Linked DNA regions of Oryctolagus cuniculus: region 2 is linked to region 1. The links are chromatin contacts, called in public Micro-C maps. All regions are on one chromosome and are shown on one strand. Each heading gives the region's core, a stretch centred on a gene start, on an enhancer-like site or on the middle of the called end of the contact. The rest is flanking DNA. Distances are from core to core; before and after follow the strand shown.

Evidence for each region. Hi-C and Micro-C count contacts between places; a contact is called where the count stands out from the background.
Region 2: a Micro-C map of ear pinna shows a contact between it and region 1, with 2.7 times the contacts expected there. The contact joins two enhancer-like sites. A contact is called at or near these places in 3 of 6 Hi-C or Micro-C datasets (ear pinna, psoas muscle and an unstated tissue).

What each region holds. Positions count from the first base shown.
Region 1 is chr19:39,465,025-39,470,312 of mOryCun1.1, reverse strand. No RefSeq gene overlaps it. Among named protein-coding and RNA genes, the nearest start is that of FSCN1, 10 kb to the left of the region's middle. Within about 2 kb of position 2,907, at least 3 of the 8 cell types and tissues checked have an H3K27ac peak or open chromatin away from gene starts, as enhancers often do. A contact at or near this core is called in ear pinna, where this site is marked.
Region 2 is chr19:39,527,038-39,532,232 of mOryCun1.1, reverse strand. The region is part of intron 12 of RNF216 (ring finger protein 216); the gene reads left to right. Among named protein-coding and RNA genes, the nearest start is that of FSCN1, 52 kb to the right of the region's middle. Within about 2 kb of position 1,377, at least 2 of the 8 cell types and tissues checked have an H3K27ac peak or open chromatin away from gene starts, as enhancers often do. A contact at or near this core is called in ear pinna, where this site is marked.

The DNA.
Region 1 (5,288 bases), core at 1,658-4,157:
GGGCTCTGGGAGCCCCGGGGTTGCCGTGCCTCGGTCCCAGGGGTTCCCCCGAGCGCCCCCTGTACCCAGGGACAGGTGTGGTCCTTGGCTTGTGGCTGCACCCCCGCCGTCCTGACTGTCCCTGCCCCCAGATGGACCTCACACCAAGAATTTTCCACAAGTGACAGCTGTGAGGACGCTGTTTCTGGGGCCGGCGCTGGGGTACAGCAGGTAAGGCCGCTGCCTGGAACGCCGCCGGCAGCCCAGGGGGCACCGGTTCAAGTCCTGGCTGCTCCACTGCCCATCCAGCTCCCTGCTGATGGCCTGGGAAAGCAGCAGAAGATGGCCCACGTGCTTGGGACCCTGCGCCCACGTGGGAGACCCGGCTGTAGCAGCCATTTGGGGAGTGAGCCCACAGATGGAAGACCTCTGTGTCTCTGTAAACTCTGGCCTTTCAAATAAATAAATCTTAAAAAAAAAAAAAAAAAAAAAAAACAACGCTGTTTTCCCATGAGGCCCCGTTCTGAGGTTGCGTGGATTTGGGGGTGAAGGGGCCCCTGCAGCCCAGCTGTGAACTTGACCTCCACGTCCCCTGTCCAGGGCGGACCCAGGGCAGCGCTGGGTGAACTGTGGGCGAGCAGAGAGCGGAGCGTGCCCGGGCAGCAGCAGCCGGGATGACGCACACGGCGGGCGGCGGCGGAGAGAGGCTGCAGACTGCTGAGCTTCAAGAACAATCTAAACCAGTTTGAGCTGGCAGCGGCCGCCCGGCTCCAGGGACCTCCCCCTGGGACCTTGCCTGCCCCACACCGGTCTGGGCCTGGGTCTGTGCCCTTGCCGGCGTTTGGGGAGTGAACCAGTGGAAAGGCGCTCTCTGTTTGTGCCTCTCTGTCTCTCAAATACTTTTTTTTTTTTTTTTTTTGACAGGGAGAGTGGACAGTGAGAGAGAGAGACAGAGAGAAAGGTCTTCCTTCGCCGTTGGTTCACCCTCCAATGGCCGCTGCGGCCGGCGCGCTGCGGCCGGCGCACCGCGCTGATCCGATGGCAGGAGCCAGGTGCTTCTCCTGGTCTCCCATGGGGTGCAGGGCCCAAGCACTTGGGCCATCCTCCACTGCACTCCCTGGCCACAGCAGAGGGCTGGCCTGGAAGAGGGGCAACTGGGACAGAATCCAGCGCCCCGACCGGGACTAGAACCCGGTGTGCCGGCGCCGCAAGGTGGAGGATTAGCCTAGTGAGCCGCGGCGCCGGCTTCAAATACTTTTTTTTTTTTAAGGTTTATTTATTTGAAAAGCAAAGTTATATAGAGGCAGAAAGAGAGAGGTCTTCCATCGCTGGTTCACTCCCCAGATGGCTGCAGAGCTGCACCGATCTGAAGTCAGGAGCCAGGAGCTTCTTCCGGGTCTCCCACACGGTTACAGGGGCCCAAGCACTTGGGCCATCTTCTGCTGCTTTCCCAGGCCACAGCAGAGAGCTGGATGGGAAGTGGAGCAGCCAGGACTCAAACCGACGCCCATATGGGGTGCCTGCACCGCAGGTGGAGGAGTTGCCTAGTGAGCCGCGGCGCCGGCCGCAGGCAGCAGCTTTACCCACTATGCCACAGTGCCAGCACCAAGTTGGTTGTTCTTTAAAAACTTTTTTTTAAAGGAAAATGGCAGAATGAAAAAGTGAAATGGAAATTAATCGTATATTTTATTATTTAATTAGACCAATTATTGTGTCTAAAATGGGGTCATTTCGGGGCCAGCATTGTGGCATAGAGGTTAAAGCCACTGCCCGTGACGCCGGCATCCCATATGGGGACTTGTTCCAGTCCCGGCTGCTCTGCTTGCTGTCCAGCTCCCTGCTAACGGCCTGGGACAGCAGTAGAAGATGGCCCAAGTGCTTGGGCCCCTGCACCCCGGTGGGAGACCCAGAAGAAGCTCCTGGCTCCTGGCTTCAGCCTGGCCCAGCCCTGGCCGTCTTGGCCATTCTGGGGAGTGAACCAGCAGGAGGGAGCTCTCTCTGTGTAACTATGCTTTTCAAATAAATGAATCTTTAAAAAAAAAAAAAGGCGATCATTTCAGGATGCCATCAACAATCAACGGGACAGTTACCGTCAGGTGTTAGGCCCCTCCCCCACACACTAGGTCCTCTGACCTCGGCAGTCAGGACCCTGTCTGCAGGTGGGGAAATACACCAGGAGCCAAGAAAGAAAACCCTTGGCTAGATTCCTCCCCGCGGGGCCGGGTTAGGGACCAGGGGCTCCGCCGGCTGCCCGCGGCCTCCGGGCACGGTGGGGGCAGGGCCGGGCCCTGGGGCGGGCGCCCTCGCCTGCCGGGAGCTGGCCTGGCTGTGATTGCTGCCCCGGCAGGGCCCCTTATCTCCCGGCTGCATCCGGCAGCCCATTGTCTGGGGAGGAAGAGACCGCCGGCCGCTGAGCAGCCGCCCCTCCCCCAGGCGTCCCCGCCCCCACCGGCCCCTTCCTCCCCTCCCGAAGCCCGGGGCCCGCGCGCCCTCCCTGCCCTACATGCTGGTCCTGGAAAACCCGCCCCGGCTGCATCACGCGCGCATGCGAGGAAGCGCGCGCTCCGGGGGAAAGTGCACGCGGGCAAGAGTTTCTTAGATAAAGCAAAAAACGGAGACTGCCCTTCGTCTTTTTCCCTTTGTCTCTTCCTCTTTCCCTTCCCTTCGCGAACAATCTAGTACTAAAGCCAGCAGCCCCAGGCGGGGCGGTGGGAGGAGCCAGGGTGGCTGCACACAGGTCAGAGCCCAGAGAGTGCAGAGGGGTGGGGGTTACAGGGGGCGGCCTGGGGGCGGGAGCCCCTCCTCTGGGTGGGGAAGGTGGCCCGGTCAGGGGTCCCCAAGCCCTCGGCGGGGGAGGGAGGCATCCTTGAAGCGAGGAAGAGGCCAGAGGCAGGTGCCAGCGGTCATGGGAGACCAGGTACACCCAGGAGGGCCGGGACAATCAGCAGGTGCCTTAGGACAGTCTGGGGCCAGCCCTGTGAGCGCTCAGGGCCGCCTCCTGGCTTGCGATACACACAGCTGGATCTAGGACTCAATGCAGATGGCCGGACAATGTGTGTTCCTAGCTCTGTCCCCAGGAGCACCTCGCGCCTGCACCCCTATTGGCCACACAAGGGATCAGTAACACCTGACGTCCGGGCTGGGCTATGTTGCGGAGCTGGGAGATCAGGAGAGCTCAAAAACCCGCAGGCATCGCGGCCAGTGTTGGGGCGCAGCAGGTCGGGCTGCTGCCTGTGCCTGGACGGGCAACAGTTCGAGTCCCAGCTGCGCCACTTCTGATCCAGCTCCCTGTTGATACACCTGGGATCTTGCCCTCGCTCTGTAACTCTGCCTTTCAAAAAATAAATTTAAAAAATATAATAAATCTTAAAAAAAAGCCTACCCCAGACTCGGGGTTTTCCCAGCCAGTATACAAATGACCAAAAAGCAAATGAGCCAGGTCAGGCTAAACCACAGTGGGTGCCGGCCTCCAAGGCATCAGTGGAGATGCTGCTCCGGACAACGCAACAGCATCCCTTCAAGTGCCCACGTTTGGAGTCCCAGCTCTGCTTTCGATTCCATGGTTCAAGTAGCCCGGGTCCTGACACCCCTGTGGGAGACCCGGATTGAGTTCTGGGCTCCTGGGCTCTGCCTGCTCTAGCCTCGGCTGTTGTGAGCATTTAGGGTCACTGGCTCACAGGTGTGTGTCTCTGTGTGTCTCTCTGTCTTATATAAAATGCTAAAAGGTAAAAAATAGAGTCACAGAACCAGGCATCTCTGAAGCACCCGCCACGCGTGACTAATACCACGTCAGCTTTTTCATGTAGGGATTAGCGCAGGGCCAGCCGAGACTGGCGTGTTGGGAGTGCTTTCCCGGTCTCTCTCCTGGCCATCAGAAGGTCATCACAGCTGGGTGAGCGACCCCAGGACCCCACCTGGACCCTGAGTCTCGGGGGTCCAGGACAGGAGTGCAGTCACAAACAAGGGTGGGTGTCATTTGCTCTAAAATTGTCGGTTGCACCTCAGTAAGGCACAGGAGGCTGACTCACAGCGTGGGTCACCCACATCCCAAGTGGGAGTTTCCCGGGATGAAGCCCCACCTCCACTTTCCCATCCAGCTTCCTGCCAACGCACCTGGGAGGCAGCAGCTGGTGGCCCAAGTCCTTGGGCCCCTGCCAGCCAGGCGAGAGACCCACATGGATTTCCTGGCTCCTGACTTCACCCTGGCCCAGTCTGACTGTTGCAGGCGTTTGGGGGTGAATCAGTGGGTAGGAGATCTCCCTCTCACTCTGCAGATATGTAAAACTTGGGGAAAAAAGACGTCTCAGCCGAGACTTTTTTTTTTTTTTTTTTTTTTTTGACAGGCAGAGTGGACAGTGAGAGAGAGAGAGAGACAGAGAGACAGAGAGAAATTCGGTCTTCTTTTGCCGTTGGTTCACCCTCCAATGGCCACCACGGCCGGCGCGCTGCACTGATCCGAAGCCAGGAGCCAGATGCTTCTCCTGGTCTCCCATGGGGTGCAGGGCCCAAGCACTTGGGCCATCCTCCACTGCACTCCCAGGCCACAGCAGAGAGCTGGACTGGAAGAGGAGCCACCAGGACAGAATCCAGCACCCCGACCGGAACTAGGAGGATTAGCCTAGTGAGCCGTAGCACCGGCCGAGACTTTTTTATTAACACCCAGCTGGCCCAGCATGCAGGCCTGATGATTGTCCCAGGGACCTGTCCCTGGCTCAGCAGATGGGGGTGGGGGATGAGGCCAGGAGCCTTCTCACCTTCCCACTCCCCATTATTGTTTTGGGGGGCTACCCCTGGCCACTGTGTGACTTGGGACAGGTCACTGAACTTTTGTGAACTGCGAGGTTCTCATCGGCAGCCTTCATACTCGAGCGAGTCCACGCACCGCACCCCAGTGTGGAGGACCGAGCAGGGGACAGGGAGGAGCCGGGCACCTGGGGCGGGGGATCAGTTCCTGGGAGGGAATGGAGCCGAGGCCTCCAGCTCGGGGGTCTACACCCCTAATCCCCGAGGTGCGCCTCGGCCCCGATGGGGCGGAGACCCCGCGCTGGCCCAGGAGGGGGCCGCCGACCGGACCCAGCTCTTTGTGCCCCGCTAGGGGGCGTGGCCTTGGGAAGACGCCCCTATCCGAGGAGACCCAGCTCTAGAGAACCAATGGCTGGGCCGTGGGCGGGGCGTGGGCGGGGCTTGCAGAGGACAGGGCGGCGGGCAGTGGGGAGCCTGCGAGCGGTACCCCGGGGGAAGCAGGGCCGGGACCCCGCCGTGTGTGTGCGCGGGGGAGGGGGCAGGACCAGGGCCCGCCTCGGCCTGCG
Region 2 (5,195 bases), core at 128-2,627, 63 kb before region 1:
AAGCTGCAGAGGCACAGTGAAAAAGCCAGAACTCATGTGCTCAAGGCTTAGACTAAGGAACTAACCTCACTCAGAGTGTCTTGCATAACTTCATCTTGTGAAAACTACTTTGCATAAGTATAAATATGAAAACTTGGTAGGGAAGAAATAATGTTCTTTTTGAGGGGAAGTGGGTATACTGAAGGGTTTTATTCACCTTTTTCCCATGTGAAATGCGAAAGTCCCAAAATAGGGTAGGGCTCTCTTTGCACGGAGAGAAACATGCTGTGTCTGTCAGCCTTTGTCCCTCTATCATTTGTTACATACTCAGCCCCTTGTGTGGATCACAGGTATTGGGTGGCCCCGGAAATCCAGACTTTACTGAATCATGGTGAGGCGGAGCATAAGCTCCTTGAGGTCAGGAATCCTGCTGTTTATCCACCAGGACATCCCCATGGGACACGTAACAGACACTCAAGGGTAAAACATTTGTATGAACAGATGACAGGCCTGTCTGTAGTGCTCAGCAGGGCATAGTCTGCCTGGCTCCTTAGGGGAGAGAGATGTGGCGTAACCACATCGTCACAAGACACCCATGGAAGCGCTGTGCTGGGGCGCCCACCAGCTGCTCTGGCAGCCCCTGAGAGAGGGCCAGCCTCTGCCCTGGTCAGTTGGATTATCCAGAGCCCCCGGTAGTTGAAATGAGAACTGACGAGCAGGCACTGCCAGAGGAGGCCATGGAGGGTACCGTGGGTGTGGACGCTGTCGGGGCCAGCTCTGCCAGAATGGGATGCTGGCTGCATAAGCCCACCGTGAGCTAGCTCTCTGAGCTCCCTTCTCTCTGCTGGCCAGATCGTGCCACCGTTCACTTGCACTTCTCAGCATGGAACACTTCTGCCACGCTGCCTTCAGGGTCAAGCTGAAACACCACCTCTGTACCAGGCCTCCCTGGACAAACCAGTGTTGTGTGCACACTCCCAGGACGCACTTCGTTGTCAGAGTATGCAGTAGTTTGTGGGTTTGTACAGCCTGAAGGTCACCTCTACAAGGACAAAGATTTCCTTTTACGCACCAAGTCCTTTGCAGAGATCAGAGCACGGAAAGCGTGGTGTTGGTTCAAAGGGGTGGGGGTGAGGAAGTAAGAGAGTTCTCACTCCTTCCAGTGCAGAAATCATCTCCTTTACCGTTCTCTCTCTGAACAAAGCCTTGACCCAGGACACCTTGGAGGTGTGCTAGTCTCCAGCAGTGTTGTTGAGAAATCTTAATATTCCTGGGCCTGGCCACCTCTGAGGAGTAACTGACAAGTGTTTACAAGGAAGGATCCAAGACTGGAGGAGGGAGTGGCTGAGTCATTGAGATCCAGGCCTGGCATGGAGAGCTCACACTGAGCCTGTCTGTTTATGTGTGTAATAGAAGTCTAAAAATACTCTTCCTTCTGCTGCTGCGCCAGACAGGCAACTGGCTGAAGGTGGCAGGAACAGCTACTTCCTCGCGTGTGTCCGGTCTGAGATCGCGCTGTGATTAGCAGATTCCTATCATTATCAGTGAGAACAGGCGTCTGGCTTAATCCCATTCCACCCTGCCTCTTACCGGGTCTTTCCCAGCTCTCCAGGAAGCACAGGGGAGCGGGTGTCCTGCACAGCTGCAGGGGCCGTCCATGCCTCTGGTACCCTGGCGCTTGCTTACACGCCGCCTCTCCATTGTTCCTCTGTGGTCTCCTTACACAAGATGCCATTGTAACCTCCGTGCTGGTCTCATAGCCTCGTGCCCTCGGGTCCTCCAGTGAACAATAACCTGTTCTTGCAAGTGAGCCCCCGGCAGTGGGAACATTGCCATGCAGTAGGGACAGTGGGAACTCGTGGATTTGGGCTCAGGCACAGCTGTGCAGCCTCAACCAATTTAGTCTTGACTCTCTGGCCTTTACTTTTTCATTTGCATGAGAAATATATTGGGATAATGGTCCAGTACTTCCCTCAGAGTATGGCTGTGAAGATGGAGTGAAATGTATATGCAAAGCATCTTTGGGGAAGATACGTTGGTTTTCCAGGACTGGCAGCTCTCATTTCTATCTAAATAAATAAATAAATAAATACTCATCCTACAGGAAACCTGGGCTGGGACTGCAGGAAGCAGGAGGGACCCTTTGTAAGGATGCTTCCAGCACACTGACGATATAGCGGTGAGCAGCTCACCTTAAAGGACAAAACAGCTATTTACTTTAGAATGAAAATATAATACTAAAGCCCCTTCCTAATGCATCATCAGAAAATGTGGTCCCCTTTTTCTTTACAGAGAAAGGCGGGTGCGCTGCCATTTTCCCCACCACAGTTCGGCCTCACCCCTGTCAGGCTCTTATTGGCACAGCCTGATTCAGTCGGGAAGTAGACAGTGGGTTATGGCCTCATTTGGGGAGACTTTTCGGGAAGTCTAAACCAGCATCAGATCTGGACTCTGGGACTGGTTCCCAGAGACGTCATTTACCTGACCCCGGTTTGAAGAGGGGGTTGCCACAGGTCTGCACCCCAGTGAGCCCCCATCTTTCTGACCACCAGCTGCCAGAATGATCTTTGGAAATGCGAGTCAGATCATCCCACTCTCCACCCTTAAACTCCTCTCCAGGTCCTCCCCCACTCCACCTCACCCCCACGGCAGCTGCGCAGGGATCCTGAAGACCTCCCTGGAGGTCCAGCTTCCTGGTCATCCTGATCTCAGCTTTCCCTGCCCGCTTTGGGCTCCAGCCACTGGCTCTCAGTTTTTGCCTCCCTTCATCTAAAGCCTTCAGGCCTCCTTCCCTCTCCTGCATAGCTGGCTGGCTCCTGCTCAGCCCTCCAGGCCAACCTAGATGCCCGTCTTCCGGTCCCCAGCCTTCTTAAAGTCTGCTGCCACGTAGGCGCGGTGCAGAGCGCTGCCTGTGAGATGCCCCGTCAGGGTGGTAGGTGCAGCGTCTGTTCTTCACTAGAACCTGAGCTGGAGGGGAAAACCCAGCTTCTCATACAGTGGTAGAAATGTCATGTACAAATGCGTATCGTATATAAATAGCCTGTACAAGTGATAAAAATATCAACAGATGTGGGGAGAGTGGCTGGGGAGTAGTGAGCTTGTCTAGAATTAAACTCACGTCTACCTCCCACCGGCTCACAGATATGCCCAGCGGCCTACCGCTTGATCTGCGTTTGTGCTTCCTCCAGCACCTCTGGGGTCCGCAGTCGGACACCTCAACACCTGGGCTTCTCTCGCATTCTCACCTCTCCCACTTGCTTCTCTCTCTCTCTTCTTAGTTTTGAAAGGCAGAGTGACAGAGCTATCACCTCCTGCTTCCCAGAGTGCACATTAGCAGGAAGCAAGATCAGAAGCAGAGCCGGGTTGAACCCAGACACTCGAATGTCAGCCAAGCTGCTGCACCGCCACACCAGCCGCTGCACTCGATTCTTGTCTGTCTTCCTGCTTGTGGTCTCAGCCTCTTCAGGCCACCAGAGTGTTCTGACATGCAGGCCTGACACCTCATTGTCCTGTCTCTACCCTTTCTCTGGCTTCCCAGTATCAAAAACAGCAGGTGCACAACCTTTGGGCTACTCACCAATCAGAAAGCTATGTAGAGCCGTATGTGTGCTTATTAAATAAATTATAGCATGTACTGCATGACATACATAGAGAATGTTTTAAAATCATTGTATTTAATATGAAAACCTTTGGTCACTATGGAAACGTTTAGTCTGAAGGCCTCCGTGTCAGCTGCTTGGCTTCGGTGGCTGTCACAGCTAGGAAGGGCACTCTCCAGGCGGGAGAAGTGCTTCGTGGCTTGCGTGATGTCCTTGTTACTCAGGATTCTCACCTCATTCTTTGTCTCAGTCGAAGGATCCCTGTCTGACTTGCAGTTGTGCCAGTTTCCTCTCTGCCCCACCTCCCCGGCAGCGTGGGCACTGCCGCCCTAAACCCCACTGCTTTTGATTGCTGTGAGCCCCCGGGGGCCAGCTGAGCAAGGCCTTGTTCAGCTCCTGTGTGCTTCCATGACATGGGAGAAGTAGGCATCTATGGATTCCCTCAATGAAATAAAGCAGGCTCGCCAGACCTGCCAGAGCTTTGTTGATTCTCAAGGCTTCTGCCATCTGTCTCGTCTGTTTTTATCATCTTAAAATTAGTGTCTTTCTGGACCTTCTGGCTGGCGTCCATCTGTCGCTTGGCCTGGAGGTAGGCTGGGTCAGTGACTTCGATAACCAGAAGCCAAGGTGTCTTGAAAGCCCACAGCCTAGTGGTCCCTGGAGTTCACTAAGCATTTGTGAGTAGACAAGTGCTTCGGCTTCATCCCTTAGCTTCTGAGCTTTGGGGGTTGAAGTTTCACCGTCCTCTGAGACAACAAAGCAGAGAGCTGGGGTTTCCCAGTTAGATTCGGCTCGGCCATAGCCTGGGCCCTAAAGCTGAGTCAGCGACTCTTCTCTTATCCCCGGAAAGCATTTGGGGGTTTCACTGGAGAAAGCCAGCAAGTGGGGCGTCGAGTGTGGGCACCAGCAGCCCTGTCACCTGGGAGGACAGTGAAAGAAGGGCACTCTCTTTCTCTTATGGAGAGGAGACGCGCTCAGGACAGAAGGACACTGTAAGAGCAGCAGGCTCCCTGAGGAGCGCAGCACGGATGGTGCTGGCCAGGCTGACCAGGGTGTGCCCTCCTCACTGAGAAGGAAGGCGCTGCCCGCACTGTGGTCTGGTGAATGCCCCGGCTCCTCCTGGTGGGAAAGGCACAGGGGACCCAGTGGGTTTGATAGGCAGGTTGTGCTGTCCCTGGAGTCGTGCAGTTACTTGGCAAGTGTGCCCTGCCTTCCAGAATGGTCCTGTGGGACTTTGTCCTGAACCTTGGTCTGAAAAAGGTGCTTGTGCTTAGTGTCATAGTCAAGAAGCTCTGAGGGCTTTGCCCCTGCCTGGTGTGGTTGAAGCATGTATTGAGCATAGGAGCGAAGCCCAGCGTGCTTTGCGAGACAGAATGACGCTTCGGTGGAACAGGCGCTGTAACACTGTAGAAGAGAGAGGGTATGTTTTAGCCTTCCAGCAACACAGAGACCCTGAAGGTCACGCTCACCAGCCTGCTGTCTGCTTGCCTTCCATTTTAGTTGTGGGTTTCAGTATCTAGCAGATAGTCTTTTCCCAAGATGCTGCTTGTTTGGTCTCTGGGGCCCCTTCACCCTTCAGTGAGGAAAGCCTTGGCAAGAAACCCGCACGGTGGCCCC